Linked DNA regions of Mus musculus: region 1 is linked to region 2. The links are chromatin contacts, called in public HiCAR-type maps. All regions are on one chromosome and are shown on one strand. Each heading gives the region's core, a stretch centred on a gene start, on an enhancer-like site or on the middle of the called end of the contact. The rest is flanking DNA. Distances are from core to core; before and after follow the strand shown. Region 1 holds the start of Dnajc1 (DnaJ heat shock protein family (Hsp40) member C1). Region 2 holds the start of Armc3 (armadillo repeat containing 3).

What was found. HiCAR-type assays count read pairs that join an accessible place to other places.
Region 1: a contact with region 2 is called in a HiCAR-type map of astrocytes, with 3 times the contacts expected there. The contact joins the promoter of Dnajc1 here to the promoter of Armc3 in region 2. A contact is called at or near these places in 1 of 39 promoter capture datasets (hippocampal neurons), 6 of 115 datasets of contacts at active chromatin or transcription factors (astrocytes, bone marrow-derived macrophages, embryonic limb bud and 3 more) and 1 of 9 other capture datasets (adipose tissue).

Annotation. Positions count from the first base shown.
Region 1 is chr2:18,386,699-18,394,134 of GRCm38.p6, forward strand. Dnajc1 (DnaJ heat shock protein family (Hsp40) member C1) reads right to left here and starts at 6,132. Exons shown (of 12, transcript NM_007869.3): 1 at 5,593-6,132. The coding sequence starts at 5,802.
Region 2 is chr2:19,195,482-19,202,061 of GRCm38.p6, forward strand. It overlaps Armc3 (armadillo repeat containing 3), which reads left to right and starts at 3,637. Exons shown (of 20, transcript NM_001081083.2): 1 at 3,637-3,876; 2 at 6,286-6,334. The coding sequence starts at 6,287.

The DNA.
Region 1 (7,436 bases), core at 4,882-7,381, 810 kb before region 2:
CTTAGGGAAGGACAAGAAGACAAAAAAGATGCAATCAGAATCATCTAATTTCCGTCATCCAACTCTTCCTTGTCCCCTCTCCTGAACCCACTGTTAAGTCCAGCCAATTCTCAGAACCTTCATATTTGATTCTTTATCTTACTCAGCTGATCACTTCTTCCTCTCTGAGATATTTCCACTACTTGGCTTGAAAGACATCCCATGTCTTGGTTTGTCTCTTCCTATATCTCTCACTGGTTCTTCATCTCCCTTGTCACCATCTTTTTGGCTTAGTTCTCAGACTTCTTCCCTTGTCTTTTAGATTCATTCTTTTGGGTAAACTCTTTCAGTTACGTGTTTTCAAGTCACCTTCTAAGTACCAAGAACTAGTTGTTGTTTTGGTTTTTGCTTTGTTTTGTTTTGTTTTTGAGACAGGGTTTCTCTGTGTAGTCCTGGCTGGCCTGGAACTCACTCTGTAGACCAGGCTGGCCTCGAACTCAGAAATCCACCTGCCTCTGCCTCCCAAGTGCTGGGATTAAAGGCGTGCCCACCACCACGCCCAGCTCAGAACTAGTTTATTATCTACAGCCCACTTTTTCTCTCTGAACTCCAGACCTGAATAACCAAAAGCTACATGCCAGCCTCCACTGTGCTTAACAGAAATAGCAATTTGATGTGACCAAACTCTTGGTTTTCCCTCAATCAGAGTCCCTGTCCAGGCTTCCACAACTCAGTAAGTTCAACTGCCTTCTTAACCTTTAGAATTTTCTTCAACTGCTCTTCTGTTAGAATCCAGTTACACCACTTGTCCTGTTTGCTTTCCTATGACCGAGAGCAACTTAGGGAGGGAAGGGCTTATTTTCCCTTACAGTTTACACTCCATCATGAAGAAAACTTAAGGCAGGAACTGAAGCAGAGCAGAGACAATGCTCACTGGCTTCCTTCCTATGGCGCACTCAGTCTGCTTTCCTAGACAACCAAGGAGTTCTTATACATTTCCAGGAGTGGCACTACCCACATTAGGCTAGCCGTCTCATATCATTCATCAAGAAAAAGTCCCAAACACTTGCATACAGGCCACACTTATGGAGGTGTTTTCTCAAACCTGGAAAAAAAAAAATCAACTAACTAGCACACCATCTGAATAAAATCTTGTTAATTTTATGATCAAATTAAATACAGAATCTGATCGCTTCATACCAATATGACTGCTACCACCCAGGCCTATGCTACATTCTACACGACCATTATTTCTCTAAGAAACTAATGCCTTATAAACTATCCTTAGCCCAAAGACATGACCATTTTGAAATTTACTTCAAATCTGGTTGACACTCACTCCACAGCTTAATTATGAGTAAAAATCAATGTCCTTATAATGGCCTGCAAGCCTCTGCATGATCTGTCCTTACCACTAGAACTTGGATCTTACTATTCTCCAGCACTCTGCTCTGGCAATACTGGCTGCTAGTCCCTCACTCAACATACTCCTGTATCAAGACCTGTGCACTCACTCTCTTCCTTGAACGTTTGTCCACCATGTTGAATGCTACTCCATCACACTATAATCTGAATGTCTGAGTCCTTCTAAAATGAGTATGTTGAAGTCCAATTCCTAAAGTAATAAGGACTAAGAGATAGTACATCTGAGAATTGATAGGTTATAAGGCTGGAGTCCTTATGAATAGAGTCAATGCCTTATAACTTCTCATTTCCTTCAGAAGCCTCTGTGCATCTGCTATTTATATATACCTATTTACATTCACTATTTTGTGTTCCCATTGCAACTAAAGTATTAACCTATATGAGGCTAAGGGTTTTGTGCTTAAGATCCAGTGAATACCAAATAAGTCTTCACTGAATAACAACACTGGATAGTTTTGCTACTTCATCTGTTCCAACATCTGCTAGTCAACAGGAGATTGCTTGGCTTTTGAATATCACACATTAAACCTTAAACAGATTGAGTTTATCTCTATTACATATTTGGTCCCTTGAAAGTCTTCCAAGAAAGCTAAGATTCAAAGTAAAGAACATTCCAATCTATTTTCCATTGTCAATAGAATTAAGTTCCTTCTGGCTTTCTTTTCAATTTCAACACAGCTAAACACAGAAATACAGATTAAAATAATTTTCTGAATTCTTTTCAAATTTTCCAATTTGACCAAATCTTCTCAATTATCTATATGTATTTCCCCATCGTTCCTAAAAAGGTTAAGGTCTCTAGTTGTTCATACTAATTCACTGCAAACTAAATAGTATGAAATTACAAACCATGATAGTACAGAGGAGGCCAGGTAACTAATCTTTTTAAATTATGTGCATACTGTATGGGTTTTATATTCAAGTACAGTACCGTCAGAGGCCACATCAGGTGTCAGAACCCCTAAAATTGGAATTATAGGCAATTTGTGAGCTAAAATACACAGGTACTAGGAAATGAAATCCATTCCTCTGCAAGAACAGCAAGTTCTTTCTTTCTTTTTATTGTTCTTGATTACTTAAATTTCTTTTTTTATTAGATATTTTCTTTATTTACATTCAATGTTATACCCTTTCCTAGTTTCCCCTCTGAAAATCCCCTATCCCCTCCCCCTGCTTCCCAACCCACCCACTCCCATTCCCAGTCCTGGCATTCCCCTATACTGGGGCATAGAACCTTCACAGGACCTAGAGCATCTCCTCCCATTGATGACCAAGTAGGCCATCCTCTGCTACATATGCAGCTAGAGCCACAAGTTCCACCATGTGTTTTCTTTGATCAGCAAGTTCTCTTTAACTACTGAACCATCTCTCCACACAGATATAATATAAATCTGAGCCCAACTAAGTCTACTGCTAAGTCTCTATATTCTCTTTAAAAGCTTAATTTCTACAAACTATTCAAAAGCATCATCAAGATTTGTTTTGCTAAGTTATTGTTCTACTTTGTTTTCTGTTGCTATGACAAAACACTGACAAGATAAATTTAAGGGAGAAAGTGGGTTTTTTGGCTTACATTTCCAAGTTACAGTCCATCTTTGAGGGAAGTCAAAGCAGGAACTGAAGCAGAGACCTTGTAGGTATGCTACTCACTGTTTTGCTCCCCGTGGCTTGCTCATCTAGCTTTTCATATAACTCAGGATCATCTGCCAAGTGGTGATACCACACATAGTGGGCTGGGCCCTCCCACAACAATCATGTCAAGAAAATGCTCCCACAGACTTGCCTACAAACCAACATGATTCAGGCAAGCTCTCAATTGAAATCCCTTCTTCAAAGATGACTTGTGTCCCCTCTAGCATTTGTCAAGGTGACAAAATATGAGCCAGTACAGTTATCTATAAAACTCTCACTAGCTACAGAATTTAATCAATCTTTTTAAAGATTTATTTATTTATTATATGTAAGTACACTATAGCTGTCTTCAGACACACCAGAAGAGAGCATCCGATCTCATTACGGATGTTTGTAAGCCACTATGTGGAAGGGCAGTCAATACTCTTAACCGCTGAGCTGCCTCTCCAGCCCCTGAATTTGATCAATCTTAATGAATACAAAACAACTATTTAGTTGACCTAGCAAGATGGCTCTACTAAATTTAATTCCTAGGACCCTCATGGAAAGAAAACACCAACTTCCAAGAGCTGTCCTCTGACCTCCATGTTTGCCATGGCACGCATAAAAAAATAGACAAACAAAAAATAAATGCAATAAAGAACATTCCTGGTGTTGCAAAGATGGCTTGGTGGTTAAGATCACTGGCTGTTTTTTCAAAGGCCCCAGATTTGATTCTCAACAGTCACAATGCAGCTCACAAATGTCTGTAATTCTGGTCTCAGGCCATATTCTGGCCTCAGTGGGTACTAGGCACAAAGGTGGTACACAGACATGCCTGCAAGAAAGCATTCATAAACTTTAAAAACAAAACAAAACAAACCTAGAGCAGCATTGTGGTGTGGTACTAAGAAGAAACATTTAAGACCCTGACAGAGGTAGACAAACACACACACACACTAACATGGAAGGGATTAGGCCAGGTATACTGGCACATGTCTTCAATTCTAGTAGTCCTTGAGGTAGGTGGATGGATAGCTAGCCTGGTCAACCTACTAAATTCCAGGCTAGTCAGTACAGCACAATGAGAAATCTTGGGGCTGGAAGGAAGTGGTAATTAACCTAAATAAAATAAAATAAAAACCAAAAAAAAAAAAAAAAAAAAAAACTGTAGAGGAATTACTTCCTATTCTACCTACCCTAGTTTTTTTTGGGGGGGGGAGGGGTGTTTTGTTTTGTTTTTAGTAGTTGTTGTTTTTGGTTTTGTTTTTTTACGTTAAAAAGTAAAATGCCTCTCCTGAGTGGGAAAAGCCTACAATCTCAGCATCCAGGAGCCTGAGGCTGGGGAATGACGGTTTAAGGGGATAGGCTGAGCTACATGAAGAACCTGTCTCAAGAACCTAAGCCCAAATAAATAGTCTTCAAACTTACATTTTCACTAATTATTGTTAAATACACTGCATTATCATTTACTCTGGAAATGAGGCCTATTTTTTCTCTATGAGCAGGAAGTGGCACAAGGTAACACAATGACCACAAAACCATTGTGTATAATATTTTTAACTCTTAAGAAATGAGAACTGTTAAGTTTAATACCATGGTAATTTTATACTCAATGATTTTATATGCAATCATGGAATTAAAATGCAATTATTAAAAATTAAATTTCTGTTTAACAGTTCAATTCATTTCCTTTGAAAGTTTCCTATTTCATAACTTATAGGAAGAGGTACATTTCTTAGCTAATTCTGTTAAGTGTGCCTTTTTGCTGCTGCTGTTGTTTTTGCTTCACAACTTACATCTTGTGTGAAGGACTCAATCATAGCTTGTGGAAGTCTCTCTCATTCCATGATCATGAAGTTATTATTAGTTATTAACATGTCTTCTTTTTTCTGTTCATTGTTTGAGGTAGTCTGAATAAATACCCTCACTCAATCACTTTCAAGTAGAAATAAAAGGGAACAAGAGATTTTACAAGTTAAAGACCCAAGTTAAAACCTGAAATGAAATCAATGGAGAGGCAAGGACGTATACACAAGACTATCCTGACCTCCTCTTTCAACAGCACTCCAAACACCTCAAACCCTGAAAGTGTCACAACTTCTCTAATGAGTTCTAGGACCAAGCGGGAGGAGGCTTCAAATTTTTCCAGATTTCTAACTGCTACACAAACACTAATAGCAGGCTTTAACGATTACAAAATACAGTGCAAGAAAACTGCTAACAGACGCTGGGCAAAATGTATTTCAGTCTTCCCAGAAAGGACGAGGGAGAGGGAGGCAGTTGGAGTAAACATATGTTTAAGTGGGAAGATGACAATTTGGGGTGATACATGGTTACTGTGTCACACTTGAGTGTTAAAAATCGGTCTGCCTACATCTCTCTTCCTTCTTCCTTCAGCACAGCTCGCGGGGTGGGGGAAGGATGGTCTCCAGAAAGCCAAAGAAAAGGTAGTTGCACCGTCCAGCCTAACACTCAGATCAGAAGTTCCGAAGTTGGGCCGACAGTGAGGAACTGGGAAGAGATGGCGGTCAAGTGGACCGGGCTGGGTGAGGAGGTCCGGCCCGCCGCGCTTACCTGCTGCACCCCGAGGAACTCGTAGAAGTTCAACTGCACCTCTTCCACCAAGTCGAACAACTCCAGGTCTCCGCTCTCCCAGGCGCGCACTGGCCGCACGGCTGCCAGCAGGAACAGCAGCAGCAGCCACAGCGGCCGCACCGAGGATGACTCCAACCCGGAGCGCCGGCGCTGGGGAAGTCGCGCGGATCCGAAGCCGGGAACCCACATCGCGCTGGGCTCAAAGAGGTCGGTCGGCAGGCAGCCACGCCGTGCGCCGGCAGAGAGCGGAGACGTGGCGGGTGGCGCGGGCGGTGCGGACGGCGCCTGTCAGTCAGGAGCGCGGGCAGCCGCCCGGAAGCGACCAACCAGGCTGCCGGCTCGAGGGAAGCACTAACTGCCGCGGAGCCGGCGGCTGGGGAGCGGAGACCGGCCGCAGCCCGCTCTCCCTCTCTAGACCCTCGCCCCGGCCTAGGAACAGCTGGAGAGCCAGCGCTGGCACCCAAGCGGCCGTGTGGGAGAGGTTTCCCCAGGCCTCAGCCTATCCCAGGCCTCGCTTCCGGTGACATCACGTCTCCTAGCAACTGTGGGGCGGGGGCGGGGCCGGAAGTAGGAACGCCAGGCGCTCTGGATTCTGGCCTCAGAGAACAGCTTTCCGTGGCTGGCTTGTAGAGCAGCTGCACGTGTGTCAGCGCTGGCTAAAAGAGGTGAATAATCAACAATCGCGGACCTCCTGGGCCAAGAACGCCTATCTGTAGGTTTTCTTCCCCATGCCTTCTACCTTGCCTTCCTAAGTATTGATATTAAAAGCATATTGGAGGGTCGATGTATTTTATTGCTTAGGGGCTTCTGTTCATGTGCATTTTGTTATTTGATCAGTAAAGGTAGGATGAATTGAACAATGCCTAAAACACACAGATCCACCCCATTGTGGTTTTGGAAGGTGGGGGCACAAAAAGGAATTTAACCAAGAAAAAAATTATACTTCTAAATATGAATTAAGATTTGCGGATATAGTCCATGCAAATAAGCAGCCTCTAATTTCCAGGAGATCTGAAGCCCCCTTCTGGCCTTTGTAGGATCCTGCACACACCTAATACACATAAATTCAAGAAAGCAAACACACATACATATAAATAAAATTTAAAATATTCTTTTAAGTCTGAAGTTTATTTCCTTAAAGTAAAACTAATCTTGGACCTAGTATTGACTTTTGATTAAGACCACTTCTTCCTCTTGCAGAGGACCTGAGTTCTGTTCCCGGTACCCATATTGGAGTGGTTCACAACTGCCTGTAATTCTAGCTGCAGTGATCCAGTACTCACCTCAAGCTTCCACAGGCACCTGTGCATGTGCACATACACATAGGCAGGCACATACATGTACATACAAGACCCATCATCTTTACCAAGTCCCTACATTAAAGCAAATGTTTGTTTATTCAATGAGTGAAACTGTCAGAAAATATGGCAACAACAAATTTTGTTTACCCAATGTCCATCCTTTCCATATTTGATCATATTATTGAATACTGTGTTATTTGAAAGTGGTGTGATCTTGCCACAACTGCAAACGTGTTAGTATGAGCTCTTAGCAGACAGTCCTGTATTTCTGTCTTGAACTCTGTGTTGTCCAAGAACTCTAAGGACTTACTCCATTTTCAGGGGACTTATCACTTTCTAAGGCCAGGCTGATACAGAAGTCGAGTTGCCTCTACTTTATTCTCTGAGACAATTTTCTTACTACAATTCAAATTTGTCATTTCCACATTAACTGTTGTGCTGCAGGAGGTAACACAATTGAATAAATCCTTTGTCAATGTCTGGGCTAAGGGCAGTTATCAGCTGTTTTCTTCCCTGGTGGCA
Region 2 (6,580 bases), core at 2,387-4,886:
TCAGTGGCCAGGAGAACTTGTTCATCTTGAAGAGGATATGGCCGCTACATGGTGACTCGACTGTAACTCCAGTCCTAGGGAATCCAGTGCTCTCTTCTGGCCTCTACAGGCTCTGCAATGAATGCAGTGCACAGACATGCCAGCAACCATCCTACATATAAATAGGAATAAAATCCTTTTTGTTTTTTAAGTAACAAAGAAATGTTTTTAGAGGAACCTAAAATGTATGAATAGAACTCTATCTACCTTTAAAACATCTAGCCTTTGAAAGGTAGATTTAAGAAATGAGAGATATGGCAGTCTCTAGATGGACCATCCTTTTGTCTCAGCTCCAAACTTTGTCTCTGTAACTCCTTCCATGGGTGATTGTTTCCAATTCTAAGAATGAGCAAAGTGTCCATATCCAGGGATCCATCCCATAATTAGCCTCCAAGCGATGACACCATTGCATACACTAGCAAGCCTTTGTTGCAAGGACGGTGATATAGCTGTCCCTTGTGAGACTAGGCTGGGGCCTAGCAAACACAGAAGTGGATGCTCACAGTCAACTATTGGATGGATCACAGGGCCCCCAATGGAGGAGCTAGAGAAAGTATCCAAGGAGCTAAAGAGATCTGCAACCCTATCGGAGGAACAACATTATGAACTAACCAGTACCCCAGAGCTCTTGACTCTAGCTGCATATGTATCAAAAGATGACCTAGTTGGCCATCACTGGAAAGAGAGGTCCATTGGTCAGGCAAACGTTATATGCCCCACAGTACAGGGGAATGCCAGGGCCAAAAAATGGGAATGGGTGGGTAGGGGAGTTGGGGGGGGGAGACTTTTGGGATAGCATTGGAAATGTAATTGAAGAAAATACGTAATTAAAAAAAAAAGAAATGAGAGATAGAAGGCTGGAGAGATGATTCTGTGGTTAAGAGCACTTCCAGATGCCCCAGGATGGATTCCCACCATTACATAGCAGTTTATAGATGGCTGTAACTCCAGCTCCAGAGGATCTGATGTCTTCTGGACTCATCAGGCCCTGCACACACATGGTGCATAGACATACAAGCAGGCAAAACACCTATGCACCGAAAAAATTAAAATTTAAAAAGGACATGAGAAGAATAGACCATATATTGGTGAGAAATATTTCTAAATCACATTTATGATAAATTACTGATATATAAAACAATTCTTACAACTTAGAAAGACAACTCACTTATAAAAGTAGAAAAACATATTTAAGCTGATATTTCACTGAAGAAGACAGAGGAACACAAGAGCATAGGAGATCAACATCACGAGAGAGAAATATAAATTAAAAACCAGTAAAAGAGGGCCAACAAGAGGGCTCATCAGGTAAAAGAGCTGTTGCACAAGCCTGAAGACCTGAGTTCAATCTTCAGAACCCACGTGGGAAAGGAGAGAACTGACTCCCACATACTGTCCCTTTGGTGTCCCACAAGAACACCATAGCACATATTCCATCTCCTCACAAAATGAAGAAATGAAACTAAATAAAACCTAGAAGAGATAGCACATTCACCCTCTGGAATGACTGCGAATGCAAGGACTTTACAGTATCAAGTCCTGTAGAGTGTACTTCCCAACTGGAGTTCTCCCCTATTTACAGTTGCATTGTCGGTGTGGAAAGCAACTAGCAGGTTCTCATGACACTAACCACACCCTTGCCTCAAAAACTAGAAGTGGAATTCTACTCCTGATATTTTCCCAGGGAGAAGGAAACATGTACTCCCTAAACCAATGTCTGAATGGTCAGAGAAGATGGATTTATACCATCCACAAATTAGAATGTGCTTGGATCAACATCAGCAGCTGTCTGTGCAGCTCAGTAAGGAAGAGAACCAGGGACAAGTCTCAGGGACATGAATGGCAGATTAAAGGGGCCAGGCAGAAAAGGCTGCATGCTGTTTGGTTTCATTTACAAGACATTCCAGAAAATGCAAGATTATAGAGAAAGAAGAGAGAGCAGTGGCTCAAGGAAAGTAGGGGAGAGAGGCTTGATGTCAAAGAAAGATGAAGGACACTTGGGATGACAGAAATGTCCTATGTTCATGGTGGCAGTTGTCCCCACAACTTTAAACCCTGGTCAAAGCTCACCAACTGTGTGTTTTAAATAAACATGAATCCCTCCCCCAAAAACCTGAATACAAGACATATTGAGTCAAGAAAAGTCTATACAAAGATCAAAACACTGATTTAAATTATTTCATAAAAAAATCTCTTTATGACTTGTAATATTGTATTTTTAAGACATGTGTATGATGTACTAGCGCAGGACATGCCTATAAAAGTCAAACCGATCTCACTACACGTCTGTCTTTGCCATTTACTAGAAAAGTGACTTTATGCCAACTACTTAGCTCATACCTCATAAAATTAGGGTGGGGCTTATATGACTCGCGTTAAAAGCTCATAACTCTCTGGCTTAGAATAAGTGTTCACCAAATGTCCATTTAGAAATGGCCTAGGTGGGAGAGCATGCATACTAGTACACAGTCAAACATACACCCACACGCACACATGCGCACACACAGTTTATAATGTCATAGGAAAACACTGGGACTAGCACACATGTAAGTTAGAGCAATGGTATAAAATAAGGAATGCTTTGTGGGCCTGGAGGAGCGAGACTTTCTGGAGGAAATCTTGACGATAGATATGAAAAATGAGCAATGGTTTTTGGACCAATTAAGGGAGTAAAGGGCAGAAAATGTCACTGTGTACTTGAGAAATTATTATATTTATATACATATAGGGGGCTGGAAAAAGGAAGATAATGAATTGCGTTAGTTAAGATATTAGTCAAAGTTTAACCAAAATATAGAAATCACGTGATATATTTGCCCACAAATACTTTGATAGAAATAGTTGTTAAACATGTAAAAATCTGCTTGTTAGGTGATTAAGATGGCAGGAAGAGGAAAGTCACAACTGTGAACAACAGAAGTTGGAAAGGTCACAACTGTGAGATGCATCCGGCCCTGTTAGGGCCGAGAGAACAGAGAGCAGGTGGGACAGGAGTCTGCAAAGTGTAAGGGGTGGAGAGATGGACCCCTAAAGGAAACTGACGGGCTCTTTCTGGTGACTGCACCAGCCCAGCTTGATAAGTAGAAATGAAGGAAGAGTCGGCCTGGAAGATAAACAGTGCCCAGGAGAGCACAGCTGGGAAAGGAAATGGGGATTTGGAATGAGAAGCTGGGGGAGGGGGTGAGGTAGAAGAGACTGGAAATAAGGCAGCGGGGGGTGGGGGGTGGCATCAAACAGGCAAACAGTTTGGGGACAATGCCTTTTCCTAAGAAAATTACAAACATTCGAGCAATAGAGGGACAAGACCAGAACAATTATTTCCGGGGGACTGGGAAGGGGGAAGGGGGAGAGGGATGGGGCGGTGTACATCTATGGTGTAGAGGAAAAACCGGGAGGAGAAACTAGAGTCATTAGCTGCGATGACCTGGAATGTGGTGGCAGTAAGAACATGAGAAAGATCTAGTAAGGGAAGGAGCCAATTAACTGATGGCTTCTTTACTGAGAGGATGGCTAGGGGGCAGAGGGCGAGAGAGCAAACAGGATCGTCTTTATTTGGGCCGTTGGAAAGAATATCTGAAGACGAGGAAGGGAGGGAGAGGAGGAGATTTTGAGCCTTGTTAGACTTGCCATGGCACGATTGTGGTTCCTGCAGGATTGATTGATCGATCACTTTGGAGCTGGACAAAGGGAGCCTTGGGGCTAAGAACTAATTCCGGGCAGAGCACGCATGCGCAGCCCAGCGTCGCCTAGCAACAAACATCAACACAGACCCTCAGAGGCCAGTGGAGTTTGCCACATGTACAGAGCCACTGCTTCTTGAGACTTGACTCCGCGCAGGTAAACGACAGGCACGGATGCACACCTGTCCCGAGGGTTGGAGAGGCCAAGGACTAGAAGACAGGGCAAACTGTAGCGTTCAGTGCACAGGTGGGGACCGTTGGGACAAAGGAACAGTACACCAGACAAACTGTCCCAGACCTGCACCCGCAGTTACGAGGTCACTTAACGGAGCAAACCTGGAGCTCTAAGAGCGATTTGAGGAGCTAAGATCCAGTCACTTGACTGTAAGCGATTCTTGAAGTAGGACCTTACCTGCTTCAGCCCTCCACTGCGGCTTTAGTTCTGCTTAAAGGCAGCTTCTGCCTTAGCGACTACCTAAAGCTCAGAGACTGAGAGGGCTGCAGGAGAGAATGGGGAAACAAATAACAAATAGGGCAAATGTGGCTATGAAACGTATTCATTTAAGCCACACCCATTGTCATAATCAGTACAATGAACCTGGTACCTATTCATCCCGCTATCTTTTAGCTGTTTCCAAAAAAAAAAAAAAAGGTAGGTGGGTGAATTTTGTGTATATCCAAAGACGTTCGTTGCAGCCTTGGCCATAATTCCAGAAAACTGGAAATGGATGCTAGATGAGTAATGAACTTGAAAAAACATTATTTAAATGATATGCTGACCAATGGAGAATAAATGGAAATGGAAAGGTTTTGAACTTGCCCTTTAATAATTTCTTAGGAAAATGGTCCCAGGTAAGGAAATTGACAATCGGCAATACAATTTAGGCAAGATGGTAAAACAAAAACAAAAACAAAAACAAAACAAACAAAAACCAAAACAACAACAACAAAAACAAAAACCCACTTATCTTTGGTAAATTTTACTTTGTTCATTGTGTCTATGGCAAATTGCTCCCACTTATACCAGAGGATTACATCTAAGCCCCTGAACAGCCATCCTACACCCAATATAGTGGTAAAATCCAGCCGCCTCTAACTTTGGAGCATTGCCCAGGACCCATCCATGTTTGCAATGCTGTGTGTATTTATTCTCTGCACTGTTCATTATTCAACTGTTCAAAACATCATCCAGGAATAGAAGACATTAGTCTGAGGACAACTGAGATAACTCCACATAGTTTTGTGTGGGTGTAACTTGTCTCCTGAATGTCCTTTAGCAGGAATTGTTATAAATCAGTTGCTGGTATGTCTTTCAATAGCTTATGAACTTATTTTGACCTATGAACTTACCCCTGTGCCTACGATAGCTTCTCGCTGTTCTGGAATAGTTCCTGTGTGTCTTCCTGAATGAAACAAGCTCAAAACCAAGGGCCTATGTACTTTTCAAGTATGTATGAGTATTTGAAATTTTAGAAGAAATGTTGGTGCTAATATATAAAAAGAAAATTGGAAATTGGTATTTTAATGTTTTACTAATGGTACATTTCCATACATTTTAAGATAGTTTTCTCATTTTGTAAGAATTTTCATGTATCCACTAGTTGCTGAGTGAATTCTAAAGCAATCCTGATGAAAAATTTGGGAACTAGAGAGATGGGTGAGTGATTAAGAGGACTTTGTTTGGTTCCCATCACCCACATTGCAGCTCACAAGTTTATAACTTCAGTTTCAGGGGTCCAACACCCTTTTCTAGCCTCCTCAGGCACCCAGCATGCACATGGTACACATATATGAAGGCAAAACACAGTATACATAAAATGAATACATCTAAATATTATTTATACAGACATATTTAGTGGAGGCTATGGGTGTTTTGTTTTTAACATTTAAGTATAGTGTATAAGGCATAAGGTAGCCCAGTATAGAGTAAGCCTGACTAGTTCCTCACAGACCTTAGGGCTCAAAGGCTTGAAGTCAGTCGCATGGAATAGATGCCTTTTAGAAGTGTTTGAGTTATTTGGCCTTTGAATGTGTACATCGCATTCTGCCCAGTGTCTATAAAACCAGATATTGCTTTTGAGCTCTGACAAGCAATTTGAACTATTCCTGACTCTGAAGGCCCTATCCTATCCCATCCTAAGGTTTCTCATCGGTCTCTGGTAACTTACTCTTCTTTTCACCAAAGCGTTATTCACAGGAAAATAGAGCTAATGATTTTCATAATACTGAATTCATATCATGGGCTAGATACCGCAAGTGCACAACATATTTGCATAAAACAAACAAACAAACCCACAGAGTTGGTGAGTTGTGCTGTGATTTTTCTTGTTTAATAACACCAGTGTTCAGCAATCTTACCAAAAAGTTCCTTGAAAATCAATGTTTCCAACAGGGACGTCCATAATATTTTGTGCATATGCTGTAATTCCAACATCAACTGCATGCTTTAGTTGGTAAAATGTGAAGAAGAAATGACGCTCCTCCTGAGAACATAGATAACTGAGATCATGGAAGATGTACCAATTTATGATGTACAGATCATATTTTTGCTTCTTTTTTTTTCTAGGATGGGTAAAAAGATAAAGAAGGAAGTTGAACCTCCCCCTAAGGATGTGGTAAGTTTCTGGTGCAAATACCAGCAACACATTAACCACTAGTTTTAAAAATACATTGTTCCAACAGTTTGCCATGTCCCACAGTATACATGAGTGCAGCGTGGCAGACGTCCAAAGTCTGACTAATGATATTAGTCAGAGAAACCTAACAGTATGTAAACAAGCATTTATAACATTGTCATTACATAATTAGCACAATTAGACAGCAATTACTAAATCTTCTAGTATGTAGATAGCATGTTTACA